Linked DNA regions of Rattus norvegicus: region 1 is linked to region 2. A link is a contact called in public Hi-C data. All regions are on one chromosome and are shown on one strand. Each heading gives the region's core, a stretch centred on a gene start, on an enhancer-like site or on the middle of the called end of the contact. The rest is flanking DNA. Distances are from core to core; before and after follow the strand shown.

Region 1 (3,611 bases), core at 82-2,581, 250 kb before region 2:
AGAACTTTGCCGGGCACATTATCTCGTAGACATCATGATCAAATGTTATTGTTTGCTTTATTATCCCAGTTGGATGGTTGGCTAGTCTAGGATGAAATACGTTGAAGGCAATCCTCTCAGCCCACAAGTCTGAATGAGGTTCCCATTCAAATGATCCTGATTGTTTGGGGGTGGGGCGGGGTGATTAGTAAACCAACTGAGCTTACACTGCATAGTAAGCGTCTGGATGCCGCACATTTACATCTAACAAGAGACCCCAGAAAACGTGTGTGTGTTTCTTAAACCTTATGTTGCGAACAAAAGGCTATCTCAGCCACAGACAATCAGCACGGCACTGCTCCCTGGGATGCGAGCCACACACTCAACTGCACATTTCATTCTTCCTCAGCTCCCAGCACCACAAAGCCCCGACTCTCTTCCTTCTCCTGGGTCCCCAGATTGCTCCATAGCGGGGGGCTGGGAAAGCTGAAGCCCCAGGTCTCTGCCTGCGCACCAGCAGCCCTCACCGAGGGCCCCCAGGCGCTGCTCTCCCCTGCCGGAGCCGCCTGGGGGAGGTAGGGAGGGGAGCCGGGGGAGCTCGAGAGGGGACCGCACACCTAGACACTTAGGGTTTTTATTTATTCCCGGGGAGGCGGCGGCGGCGAAGTGGGTTCAAGCTGATCAGCCTCCCCAACTTGCCTTTCCCTAGCAGATAAAGTCATTTTCTGACTGGTGCGGGGGGCCGCGGGGACCGGGGACGTCCCGGCTCCACGTCCAGGTCCCCGTCCCGTGCGCGCGGCGGCAGGGAGGGCTGGCCGGGCTACGGTGGTGACCGGAGGGCCGGGGAGGGGCCCTGAGAGACGCGCGATCGCTCGTGGACAGCCGGGCTCGCTTCCCCCGGGGGCGTCGCTCCCCGCGCGCGGGCTGGGCCGGGCTCCGCGTCCCCGCGCGCCGGCATGACCTCGGGGCCCCCTCCGGGCCGCGGGAGCGCGGTTGTGAGGCTGGGCGGCCGCCGAGGCCCGGGCCGTGTAACATGACCCGGCGGCCGGCCATTGCGCCCTCCCAGTCCGCCCGCGGCCGGGCGCCGCTCGCCGCCTCCCGCCTCCGCTCCCCCTGCAGCCCCGGCCCGCGCCGCCGCTCCCTCCCGGGGCTCCCGGCCCGCCGCGCTCCAACGCCCGCCTCTCGCCACTGCCTCCCGACGCCCGGCCGCGCGGCCGCCTGCGTCTCTTTCTCCCTCTCTCCTTTGAAAACTGATCTTTGGCTCTTAGTGTGAAAGTGATTTGAATTTGGCTCGGCGGCGCTCTGCGCCTGCGCTCAGCCTCTGGCATGCTGGCTCCTTCCAAGCAGCTGTTTTGGGTTTGAAATTCCAACATGGCAGAGGCTGCAGTCCGTCTTCCCTTCAAAAACTTGGAATGATTTCAAATCATAGGCACCTTCACTTAACCCTAGCTTCCATTCATCAGCAAACACATCGGATCGATGCTACGCTAACCTATCGGGAGCTCGCTCTGCGCGTCCAGGTAAGGAGAGCTTCGTAGTTTTTTACCATCTGTTTAAATTTTTTTGTTTTTGTTTTATTTTTAAAGAATATAGATAAATCCAAGACCTGTAGTGAGAAGAGGTCTCTGAGTTGTGCCGTAAACAGTAAATTTAATTTGCATTCATTTCTATTCTGTACGCCAACCTGCTGTCTAATTTCTCCGTACAAAGTAGCCCTGAAACATTATGATGCATATTTCTGCAGCTTAATCATTGTAACAATAGTAAGGGATTAAGAGTTCGTGACTGCAAGAATCTCGCTTTTCGCGATGTTGGGCTTACTCACTACTATCTTTTTACCTCAAAAAAATAAAAAATAAGAAAGCGGAGCCATAGGGTGGGGCTAGACTTTCTTCGGGAACTAACTTCTAAGTAAATAAGAAGTGTAAATAAGAATCTTGCACACACACAAAAAGTTGAGGTTAAATTACAATCTCGTGGCTGGGGGATCGAGAAAAATGTCAGAGGATCGGTTGCAGAAAACTGTAAGCACATCATGCGGGAGGGGGTACAGCGTGGTGGGCGTATTGTTGGCAAGGAACGGGAGAGAAAGATGTATAATTTAATGGTATATACAATCCACTGATCCTATTACCGTCCTCCCCGGAGCTCTTGTTAGTTTCAATGGGAGTGAGTGAAATTGACATGGACTTGCATTCCTGGTCATGTGCTTTTTTTTCCTTTCTTTCTTCTCCTGTGATCTGAGATCCCCTTTTTGTTGATGTTGCTTTCCCCCTTAATTATATGCATGTAGGTTAAATGAGTACCTGACGAAAGGGCCCACGTTTCAAGGCAGTGACATTTGATAGCTGAGAGGAAAAGTGGCTTTAATGAAAAGCAACCTTTGGAATTCCTGCTTGTGAGAAATCCAATTCAGCTTTTTGTGCTACCAGCAAGAAATGATCAGTAGCACCAGTGTTTATGGTATGTCAGTTTTGGAATTTCCTTCCTTTGCATTTAAATAGGGAAGACAAATTAAATAGCATGATAAAAACCATTGGAGACTGCTTGGGAACCAGATGCTCGTGATGTCCAATTCTTTTTAAACATGTCGATATCTGTTTATTTTAATCTGTCACTATGCTTTTTTTCCCCGTATTTTCTTTCACTTGTTTATGCATTTCAGTTTTATTAATAGATTACTTGAGGACACTTTCATTGGTTTTAGTTCGAATCTTGAAGTTGCATGTTTCTATTAATGCTCTCGACAGGGTGAAGTCAAATGGTATGTAAATTAGTTAAACTCAGGGTGGGATTTTTTTGTTGTTGTTGTTTTGGGTGGGGGGCAGCCCAATGGAGAGGGTGGGAGTGTGGGGGTAAAGACTGCCACGTAATGAAAGTATTTCTACATATATACGTATATATGTGCACACACAGGACTGGATGGAATTTTCTTTTTCCTTTTTTCCCCCCTCAACCTTTTAATGGAATTTGACTGTTTGCTCCCTTGATTGCACTTTATGGAGTAATCGGTTCTTCTGTGTGGATTTTCTGCCATTTGGGTGAGTGGGTGAAGGCATATCTTTTCCATGAAAGTAAGATGTGTGTGTATATATTTTTCCATCACTCCAGTCTTTAACATCTTGTAAGAAACACTGGGAGGTTTTTGTTTTTTTTTTCCTCTTGCCATCACTTGTCTGCCTGTCAGAGCTTTTTACTTTTAACCTGTGATAGAATTAAATAATCAGACACTGAAATTGACTTTATTTGAAATCACTCTTTCCTCTTTCTTTCTTTTTTTTTTAAGTCAGTTAAATGGAGTGAGAGGGGTTTTCAATAGCTCGAGTGGCTGTGCTGTGTGTACACTTTGTGATATTCAATTAAGTCTAAGAGGGGACGACAACAACCACCAAAAGATGGGAAAGTATTTTGCATGACCAAAGAATATGTGCACTTTAAACTGGTTCTTGTTGTTGGTACATTTTCCCCCATGCCATGGGTTTCTCTTGAAAAGAGTGAAAGCAGGAAAGAGGAATCAAAGAGATGAGAGGGTCAAAGCTGCCAGGCGTCTGTAGTGTGGCCCTGGCCAGTGCTTTCTCATAACACAAATGAGAATACTGGGAAGGGACTTCAGGACCAGAGGCGCGACATGC
Region 2 (3,563 bases), core at 132-2,631:
AAATGCTAGTGAGTAAAAGAAGCATGCTGAGGCTTTCCTAATAATTATTTCCATATACATTCCTCTTTATTATTATCAGATCCCCAAGTAGACTCCCTGATTAGTATGACTCATGAATGTTACTTGTTTAATATCTCCAAATGCCATTCTGTCTTTAAGATTCTGAAAATAGTTTTCTGAACCTTTGGGGCACCCGTACCTGTTAACTCGGTTTGCCAAATAAGGAGTTGCAGAGGCAGGAGATAGGAATCCTTCTGTCTGACTGCACCCTGGAGGCTCGTAGATGTGCCTGCACACTTCTTTAAACCAAGGCTTCGATGGAGTATCCGCCTTCGTTGCCCACAATCTGTATGGTGCTTTCTTCCTTTATTCTCACATTTGCCTTGAACTCTGTTAAAGTGAAGCTCATATAGCTGCCTCTGAAAGGTATCTAGCTGCCACATCAAGTGTGATGAGTTAGGATAAGTTTTGTGTAAGAACATTATGGGAATGTCATGGTGACTTCTGAACTCTTATGTAGATTGTGAATTTAGATAACATCTTTCTTGTAAACAGAGTTTTTACTTTAATGTTTCCTTTTTTTAACTCGATATTTTTTATTTACATGTCAAATGTTATTCCCTTTCCCAGTTTCCCATCCCTAAGCCTCCTATCTCCTCCCCCTCCCCCTCCCTTTGCACTTTTCATAGTATACTCTCAAGGCACACAAGTGTGCATTTGCTGTTCATTACATGTTACAAGTCTGAGGCAAAGGACTGTGAAACATAAGGAATGCGAAGGAGACACCCAACAATTCACCTGTACATAGACTCATGCTGGCCGCTGCATGTTGGAGAAAGGAATTCTAGAGATGAGTTTCAAACAGCATATGTCTCTAGAAACAGTTGGCAGTAAAATAACGATGGGCATATTACAGACTCCAAAGAGGTCAGTCAAGAAACAGGAAAGATGAACACAAAGAAATGAGGCTAAAATCTACCTTCCTAGAAGTACTTGCGGGAGAGGCCAGGAAATAGGTTGGCAGTGGCCTGAAGTAGAATGTGTTGTGTAGTGAATGACGCCATGTAGCAAAAGAAGTTCCTTTGAATGGACATGAACAAGGAGGAAATTAGTTAGAGGGAGATGGGGTGGGGATGAGAGACAAAGTTGAAATTTTGGCCCAAAGGTGTTCTGGTGTGCTTTCTTGCAGAAATCAGTTATCAGTTACTAACTGTTCTCTTGTGTATGATGAACATGGGCTAGTAAGATGAAGAGAGTGTTTACAGACATCAATAGCATTGATTAAAAAGTAAAAGTTCTGTCAAACACTAGTTTGATCTTCGTCACGGCAAACAGCCTGTTTGATGTTTTTATTGAATCAATTGATCTTTCTCCACTGGATTGATTTGTTATTTCACTGTCTGGACTGTGGACACTTCCTAAATCAACATGGGCCTCTGACGAGATGTTTATGAAAACTTCTGACTTCATGAACATTTCGCAAATTTTAATGGAGCCATATGAAATACTAATTGCATTGGATAAACAGAGTCAGTGCTTCAGTGAAGGGTAGGAATTTTGCGTTGTTGTTGTTTTGTGTTTCTTAAAACTGACCTTGTATTTCTAGAGCACTTTAATTTATAGACTGATAAGCATTCCTTTTTCCTTATCTGGTTTGAGTATGTACTTTGAATGTTGACCCGGTGGTTAGATAATCCAAACCAATAGACAGAAATTGATTTCTATAGATTTTTGAAATTGGGGCTACAGAAGCTCAACCCACACCATAGCATCTTTTCAAGTTCCAAACTTAGACTTTATTCATCCTTGCCTGCCTCTAAAATCAACCATTAAACTTACTGTTCATCTCTGTTAAAATTTCTAGGTGCCCACACTGTTAATACTAAACATTTCGCTTCCCCCAACACTATCCGATTTACGGGCACGTCTTTGTTTTAACAGAAAAGTTAAGGCAAGAAGTCAAAGTCCACTGTATTTCATCTGTGGGAATGACACACGTGATACAGATGGTGAAAGGAGGAGGCATCTTCAGTGTTCATTACTGACCTAGATTTATTGCAAAATGTTACAGTCGATCTCACTGAAACAGGATTAATACTGACTGAACAGTACGTATGACTGCCTCCTTGGAAGACTGTAGTGAGATTCACCTATTGAGGCGACAACTACAAGATCACTAACTCATCAACTTTCAGCACACACTGGGCTGTTCCTTCATCCAAATCTGTCTAATAAAGAGATTTTTTTGTAGCCTTACTCTCAGGTACTATATCAGGAATATTGCCATTAAATCACTTACTTAATTAATTCATTCATTCATCAACTCATTTATTCCCTCAGCTGTCCTTCTAAGAACTTTACATTTACTTCTCGAACTATTTATCTCAACATTTTTTTCTTCCCCTTAACTGATCTTAAGATGCTACTTTCCTTTCTGTGTTTCTTTCTTTGTTGTATGACATAATGTCTGAAGAAAACAACTTACAGGAGACAAGAATGGTATTGGGTCATAGCTTCATGGGGTTCATTTCAGTGCTTTTGATGCCACTGAGTCTGAACCTGTATAGGCAGAACATGATAGTGTCAGGAACGTTGGGCTAAACTATCACCTTCGTCCGTCTAGGTATGCAGTGTATTCCCATATCCTGTAGTATCAAGTCCATTGCCACAATCATCTCCCATTAGCTAGCCCTCTCTAGAAATTTGTTCACAGACACACTTTGACATGCAATTTACTGAACTCTAGTTGCTTCCATGCCCATGCTGACTGGACTAAAAATCACGTTACTAAACAGGAAGTGCTATTTCCTGTCACATTCTGATAACTTCCAGGTGCTTCTATACTTGTATAATTGTCACCTCCTCAACAAACAAACCAACAGATGACAAACAAAACCAAGAAAAAAACTATCCAATTTTTGCTACCATTTTCTGTCCAGTCTACATAAGCATACCTATAAATTATTGTTTCTTCTGAGTCTGTATTGATCTTGAGTCCCTATCCTCACCATTTACAAACATTTTAATCTCCCCAAACAACAGCTGCAGGACTAACAGATGGGACAGACCAGTGTCCTTCTCTTACTGTCAATTTCTGTCTAAGAAGATTTTTTTCCTTCCCAGTAACTATTCCTTCTCTATCGTCAACCTCTTCTGGCTCTAATATAACCAAAGGTCATTAATATCTTTCTTCTTATTATTATTAAGTACAACAGGGTGTTATCAGTGTAATTTGTGACATCCCTGCATCATTGAACACTTCCTATACTTCTTGGATGATTTTCTATATATTTCTGTGTCCACTCAGAGAATCTCTGCATCTTTATAGCCCTACGTTTTGGCATCAAGAAAGAATTAAAAGAGCTTGAATATCTATTCTAATCCTATTGGTTTCTTCTAGTAAAAAGCTATGCGTTCGATATACTTTTCAATTTCTTTAACCACAATCTCATTACAAAATAGGGGTATTAATACCTACTGTATAAAATACTTAAGAAACAAATGAGAATATGTAGTACTCGTTGGGACCCCAGTAAGTGACAGTCCTGACCCTGGTTTGAATA

What was found. Hi-C and Micro-C count contacts between places; a contact is called where the count stands out from the background.
Region 1: a Hi-C map of liver shows a contact between it and region 2, with 3 times the contacts expected there. The contact joins the promoter of Fign here to the enhancer-like site in region 2. A contact is called at or near these places in 1 of 12 Hi-C or Micro-C datasets (liver) and 1 of 1 datasets of contacts at active chromatin or transcription factors (oligodendrocytes).

Annotation. Positions count from the first base shown.
Region 1 is chr3:69,166,828-69,170,438 of GRCr8, reverse strand. Fign (fidgetin, microtubule severing factor) reads left to right here and starts at 1,331. Exons shown (of 3, transcript NM_001106484.1): 1 at 1,331-1,499; 2 at 2,273-2,442. The coding sequence starts at 2,418.
Region 2 is chr3:68,920,464-68,924,026 of GRCr8, reverse strand. No RefSeq gene overlaps it. Among named protein-coding and RNA genes, the nearest start is that of Fign, 250 kb to the left of the region's middle. Within about 2 kb of position 1,381, at least 2 of the 93 cell types and tissues checked have an H3K27ac peak or open chromatin away from gene starts, as enhancers often do. A contact at or near this core is called in liver, where this site is marked.